2 separate regions of the Acanthopagrus latus genome follow, and region 1 is linked to region 2. Evidence: chromatin contacts called from public Hi-C data. All regions are on one chromosome and are shown on one strand. Each heading gives the region's core, a stretch centred on a gene start, on an enhancer-like site or on the middle of the called end of the contact. The rest is flanking DNA. Distances are from core to core; before and after follow the strand shown. Region 1 holds the start of adck5. Region 2 holds the start of LOC119016728 (solute carrier family 66 member 2).

What was found. Hi-C and Micro-C count contacts between places; a contact is called where the count stands out from the background.
Region 1: a Hi-C map of muscle shows a contact between it and region 2, with 4 times the contacts expected there. The contact joins the promoter of adck5 here to the promoter of LOC119016728 in region 2. A contact is called at or near these places in 4 of 4 Hi-C or Micro-C datasets (liver and muscle).

Annotation. Positions count from the first base shown.
Region 1 is chr3:22,498,992-22,502,336 of fAcaLat1.1, forward strand. It overlaps adck5, which reads left to right and starts at 1,539. Exons shown (of 15, transcript XM_037092315.1): 1 at 1,539-1,682. It overlaps ctdp1 (RNA polymerase II subunit A C-terminal domain phosphatase), which reads right to left and starts at 1,276. Exons shown (of 13, transcript XM_037092313.1): 1 at 690-1,276. The coding sequence starts at 985.
Region 2 is chr3:22,338,657-22,341,924 of fAcaLat1.1, forward strand. LOC119016728 (solute carrier family 66 member 2) reads left to right here and starts at 1,321. Exons shown (of 6, transcript XM_037092922.1): 1 at 1,321-1,990; 2 at 2,212-2,524; 3 at 3,160-3,268. The coding sequence starts at 2,322.

The sequences.
Region 1 (3,345 bases), core at 289-2,788, 160 kb after region 2:
TGCTTGTTTGTTCATCCGCAGCTGTTGTAAAATAATCTACTGTTGTTCTGAAACAAAAAGCGTCCATGTGGAAGCAGGAGTAACGACTGTCGTGTCAGATCCACTGGGACATCGGGAGACTCGGATCAGTCCTCCACCTGTCAACCTATGCAGCATGTACACACTCCGTGCACGCGAGGGGCGACTGCGTCAAGGCAAACACAACGAGACGGCGCTTCACGTGATCGTGCCTTCAAAATAAAGGCGCAAGAAATCTTTAGCCTGTAAACTTGGCTGCACGTACATTCAAGAGACCGTTCAAGAAAACGTATAATGTTAGCCGAATTTCTGTTTGCAGCTGGTTCTCATTTTCAACTGGTTTAGAGATCCGAAAAAGATCCAGAAACAGACTATCTAACTCAATGCACTTTTATTTTGAAAGCTGTATCCCAAAGTCTCCTTGTTTGTTTTGACTGACTTGACATGAACAAGTGCTGTGAGTGATTTGGGTACTGCTAGCAAACAAGCTAACGTTACTTAGCACCTATATGTAACAATGTTAGCTCGCTAGCTAGCTAACGTTGCACTACGGGTTGAGCCTGAAGCTGGAAAAGCAGTACCAAAACTGCAGCTGACATGCTGCTTGTAGCCTTTCCCGGCAATGGCTGGGTCAGTGAACATAGTTAGCTATAGCAAGCAGAGTGACTCACCCCGGGGGTATGACTTGTCCAAGTTGACAGCATAGCTCCTTGACTACTCCAGCACGGTCCGATTTCACCTTCTTCTCTGGCAGCCTGGAAGCCTCTGCCCCCTTCTCCTGAGGTATGGGAGCACACAGTGCCAACACGGAGTCCACGTTAATTAGAGACCCGGGTTTGACTTTCCACTCCAGGAGTCGTAGAGGGAGAGCCCCGGTCGGCCAGCAGATATCTGCCACCTGCACCGCGGGGCCCTCCGCTGCTGCACCGCCGCCACCACCACCAGAATCTGCAGGAGGATCCTCCATCTGCCCCGCACTCTCAAAAAACCCCTCTAGTTTTCAGCAACGGCCCGCCTAAAAGGTACCCTCAAGACCTCGCAATGCCCCGTGTATCATTAAAACGTGCAAACCAATAAGCATGAAGGAAAATTAAAAACAAATGTGCTGCCAATTTAAACCCAGTAGCTTCCACAGTCAGCTACGTTCGCTCTTCCCGCCCGTAAACAGGAAAGCGCAACACTGCAGCGACACGGGTCGCCACTGCATCCGGTGGACCATGCAGCCCGCTACAGCAAAACACACCTCCCACTCTGCTTTCAAATTAAAAGCCTTCAAAAACTACTTGGGCCATGTGGTTTATTAACATGTTAAAAAAAGAAGAAAGAAAAAAAGCAGCAATCTCACAGATATCATCTAATCATCCCATTGGTTGATTCGAGTTCTATTGTTTGTTGTTGTGATCTGTAACTGTATAGCTGTTGGGTGCCAGTGAACCGTTTTACTACCTTTATTTTGAAGGCCAATTCTTGTTTCCGGTTCCGTTGGCTGAATTTGTCTCAGTTGATACGCTGTTATTCTGTACACACTGGCAGCGATGCACTTGCGACAGCCGCAAAGAAGAACACTTTTAACATTTGGTAACACATACATTGTCCTTTAACGTGAGTCCCAACAAATCTGCCCACAAAGATCTCTATGTATGAACTCTTAAAATCGACTCTAGTTATGTCATCCTTTTTTTGTTTGTTGCTATTTTCCATGAAGCTTGATACGAGGACCGTGGAACCCACAGAGACCTAAGTGATGTAAGATGATGAAACTTAGAAATAATACTTCAACATATCTCATGTGGCACCTTTAATGGTAGTAATAGGCTTCCTTAGGTGCGTCATTATTATAAGCAATGGCACTTTTGTTACAGCCTACATTGCTGGTCCTTCAAGGTCATATCGTGTTTTAGGACTTGGGTTTTAAACAATTAAGTACATTAAAAGTACGAGGGCATGCCTCGAACCACTTCATATGACCAGTGACGCATCATCAGGTACCTCCTACCAGAGAGTGCACCACCAAGATGCATCTCTGCCCACTTAACAAACTTCACTTGAAATTGCACCCACTTTGTCAGGGCAACATTGTGTCAGTTGCCTATGCCTTTGATATTTGATATGTATATGTAATATTCATCAGAATTAGACAAATGTGATATCCAGTTCACATCATGTATCTATCAGTTGTTCTGTATATTTCAGTAAGGGGGAAGGATTAAATGTGGTTTTAAGACTTTTAACTTGGTAAACTATTTTTGTGGGTGAACCAGCTATATTGTTATTTAGTACTTTTAAATGCCTTGAATTGTCTACAGGAGATCTTTAAGTGACCACAAAAGAGAAGAAACTTTCAGCTAGAATCCATGTAATATTTCATGATTTAATTTTTCATTTAAAGGCAGAATGATGAAACAGAACTACATTAACCAATGCTTCAATAACTATTGTACATGTAGTTTTTTAAATTACAGTAATAACATGTATTCACTATCTCACAACTAGCCTTTTTTTGATACACCTTAACTCATAATTATAACAATCAATACACTGCTGTCGCTGATTATTACGATTGCACGCTCCATGCGCCAAGTATTTAAGTGTCTCTACAGAGAAAACAAACAGACTTGTGGACAAATAAAGCTCTCAGTGAACCCCAGAAAAGGTATTTTTGTCTAAATAACAAGATTCAAACGAATGCGGAAGTAAGAAGTTGGGAGCGCACCCTCTCGTTCTCGCACTCTTTGGCTAATGCTCGTGGATATGTGCTGATTAATGAAGGAGGTGGCTCTACGAGACGGCCACAACCCCAACAGGAAGGACACACTGGACAGTAATTCATCACCGTGAGAAGAGCTTTGTTACTATCCTAGGAAACATGACAGGGGAGACGAACAGAGTGGTAAATAAACGGCATTTCTATACAATTTGAGCTTGGTTTGATGGTAGCATTAGCTTAAGTTAGCGGCTTGACCAGCAGCTAGCCACGATAACTGCAATTAGCAGGTCATGTTAGCAGCAGATACCAGTGGGCTGCAGCAAGGGCACAGAGATAAAGCTGTGATCTATTTTGTGTAGAAGACGAACTCCACACATGAGAACGGTGACATGAAACTCGGAGGAGTATATTTGTCAAGGTTACAGAGCTGTATTTCCCATTACAGTTGGCAACTGCAACTTAGTTTAACAACAACAATCAGCCACATGCTCCCACAATATGAGTGTGAACGGGATTAGACCAAATATCAGCTGACTTTTGCTCCTCGTTAACTGTTGTGTTATTCACTGTGGTGATGGGGAAACACCCATTGGTCCGTGTGTGAGTGACAGTTTGTTTGA
Region 2 (3,268 bases), core at 71-2,570:
TTCCGCTCGTGTCTATCATTTCAAAATAAAGGTCAAGTGATAAAGCATTGCTGCCTTTTTTCTGCTTTGGTGAGGTACTACTCAGTTTTGTGTTATTCCGATAACATCACATTTCACTGTCAGTTTATATGTTAATTTCTACAATAAATAAGGGCTTAATTCAAATACATACAACTCAAGCATGTCACACTAGTATATTTCAGCAAAGGAACATGACTGACACCTTCAATCATAGTTTTCACGTGAAAAATGTATGATTACAATTCATATCAGATGTGCTTTATTTACTTTATATCTTAAGTCTAGAAAACCCAATTCAAATCGTGAAGTGACCTTGATCCGAAATGGCAAAGACTAAATCAAATCCGGTGTTCGATTCGTCCTCTGCCACGACACCACGACACGTTTCCTGCAAGCTTCATAGTTAGCGCATTTATTGTGAAGGTATCTGTTATTGAATATCCGGTCCCGTGCTGACTTACTTTGCTGGACTTGACTTTGACATCCGCGGGGATCTGTATGCATGGAAGCATATGGGCAGAGCGTTTTATTAACTCTTTGTAAACTGGTTGATCCCGTCAGGCAGGTCTCTGTGTCTGTCTACCCCCAAACTGAAGCTCTGTTTTTTTTTTTACGTAAGAGATTATCCTGGATCAAAGTGACAGCTGAGAGATGAGAGGTTGTCTGCTCTGAGGGTTATATAACTTTCATTAAGCCTTTTTAAATCTTTATAATCTGGATTTTGTGTCGGTGACAGTCTGAATTCACTCCCGCTGAATATGTTAAAAACCTTAACACAGTAAAAAGGCATCTCAATTTGAACTGCAGCGCTCCTGTTATTTGTATGGCACTGCCGTGGTGTGCAAAGCAATAAGCCAACTAAAATAAACCAGGTTGCATGAAATATTCAACAAGGTGCAGCTCAGCTGTAAGAGCAAGAACAGGCAGAGTAAGATTCCTCACTTCAGTACAATTTTCATTGCCTGTAGTAGGGTTGGATTCATTTACAGGAGCGGTCACAGGAAAAAAAAATGGTGTGGGCCACATGCAGGACTGGAGCCCCTAGATAAAAACTAACATTAACTGGTTAGAAAGTATTAACTTTATTCTAGAAAAGCTAAATAATTCTAAAATCTATAAATGTGACTTTGAATTACTTGAAGGGGGTTTTATCCATACAGATGTACGCCTTTTTTTCAGAGCAGGTATTATGATAGCCTATATATGACCTGCCAAGGGACTGCAGATGTAAACTCTGGTGCAATGCATCAAATGGCAACATTTATGTTTAATATTGAACATGGTCCCTCTACAAATGAAGATCACCAACTGACCATCATTCAGAATAGGAATACAAATAGCCAAAATTCTTCCTGATGGTCCTGGTGTTATTTTGAGGCATCAGTATTACACTGAGCCTGTTTCCTAGTTAAAGTTCCTTGTGGTACATGTATGCACATATTTAATCATGTGTTCCACCGCTGTTTTGTTTTTGTTTTTTTAAGAAAAAGCCTAATTAATAACCGTTTGCCCTCCATCATTTCCCAAACTGCTGATACAGTCACACTGTGAGTTCAGAAATCCCTGCTTTGAGCTGCGGACCGCTTACACGACAGTTTTAGGTGGTGTGTGAACTCTCTTGTCCGAGTCGATCATCTTTGTCGTCACGCGTGACGTGTGACGTTTCAGGAAGTGTGGGCTGGACCATATAACAGAAATACACCGAGTATGGGCCACTTGCCGAACAAACTATTATGATATAAGAACCCTGGACAACAAAAATGCGGTTTGTTGTAATTTTCCTGCAGATTTCAAGGGCTTTCTATACTATTTCAGGAAAACTGAGAGTTTCTTCTCGTGAGTTCGGCGCAGCTTTTCAAAACAGCGCCAGCTAGCATCAACAGAAGTGTTGAATCAGAGAACTGGGACGTTTTGAGCAGATAAGCATCTACAGTCGTCTCCTCCACAGCAAATTTCGCCGCTTCCTGTTGTAAGCATTGTTTTTCCGCTGGCACCGTAGCTAACACGTTGATGTTCTCACTGTTTGGACTGTTCTCCGATGTTACTGTATCGTTAGCCCCCGGGGGTCGTCGTTTCGGATTCACTGCTCGGCTTGTGATGGCGTGGCAGTAGCTTCTTCTTTGTCCGTGTGAGGATTATGCACGAAACTCACGGATGTTTGTTTTGTTACACTGTCAAACTCGTTTCAAGGATCCAGCCGAGGAGAAACACCTCGTCGTAGTCTCCGCTGAGGCAGTGACAGCCAGCTGACATCACTTCACAACTTCTCGGCCAGGTGTTGGACTGCTGAGCTGCTCAACATGGATGATGAGCTATTCGAACAGATTGTGGCTGTGTTTAACAGCCTGGTGTCGTGGGTGGCTGCTGGTGCCATGGTGTTCGGTGGGGTGGTGCCCTACATCCCCCAGTACAGAGACATCCGCAGGACCCAGAACGCAGAGGGGTTCTCCACCTATGTGTGCCTGGTTCTCCTGGTGGCAAACATCCTGAGGATACTCTTCAGGTGACGAGTTATTCCCTCTTTGTTGCACTGTAACAAAACTCCATTTGGAAATCACTCAATTTAATACTCTTTTGCACAAGAGCCAAATTGGATACATTATGAAACAAGTAATGAGATGTTCAGTAATCAGCAGGATATTCTTTGAAATTCGGCTTTAAGGAAAACATCATAGGAACTTCAATTGCATTGAAACTGAAGATTTAGTTCTCACTGTTGTCTTCGTGCTTAACTGGTGGACTCATTTTGTGACCCAAAAGTGAACTCCAAACACAATTTACCCCTGCTATAAGTTCACTGAATAACAGCAATCATTTGTTTCAGTTAAACATTGGTTGCTAATTTTTCATGAAAGGTGTATAATTGATCCTAAAGTAAAACTGTAATACTAAACACACAAAGTCAAGAGATGTGACAAACAGGAGGTCTGAAAACTGTCTGCTGCAAGTACAAACTTCCTAGTAAAGACATCAAACTGAGTAGTTTTCACTTATCTATTGTGTGTTCATCTAATCTGGAGTGGCTGATACCGTCACGGTCTCTCTTTGCTGCAGCACTAAGAGAGCTTTGACTCTAATCATGCATGCTACATGTGACCTACTACGTTCACACATTCTTCTGTGTCTTCCTCGCGTCAGGTTTGGCCGCTACTTCGAGACGCTGCTGCTGTGGCAGAGCATCATCATGATCGCCACCATGCTCATCATGCTGAACCTGTGCACCAACGTCCGAATGGCCACTGAACTC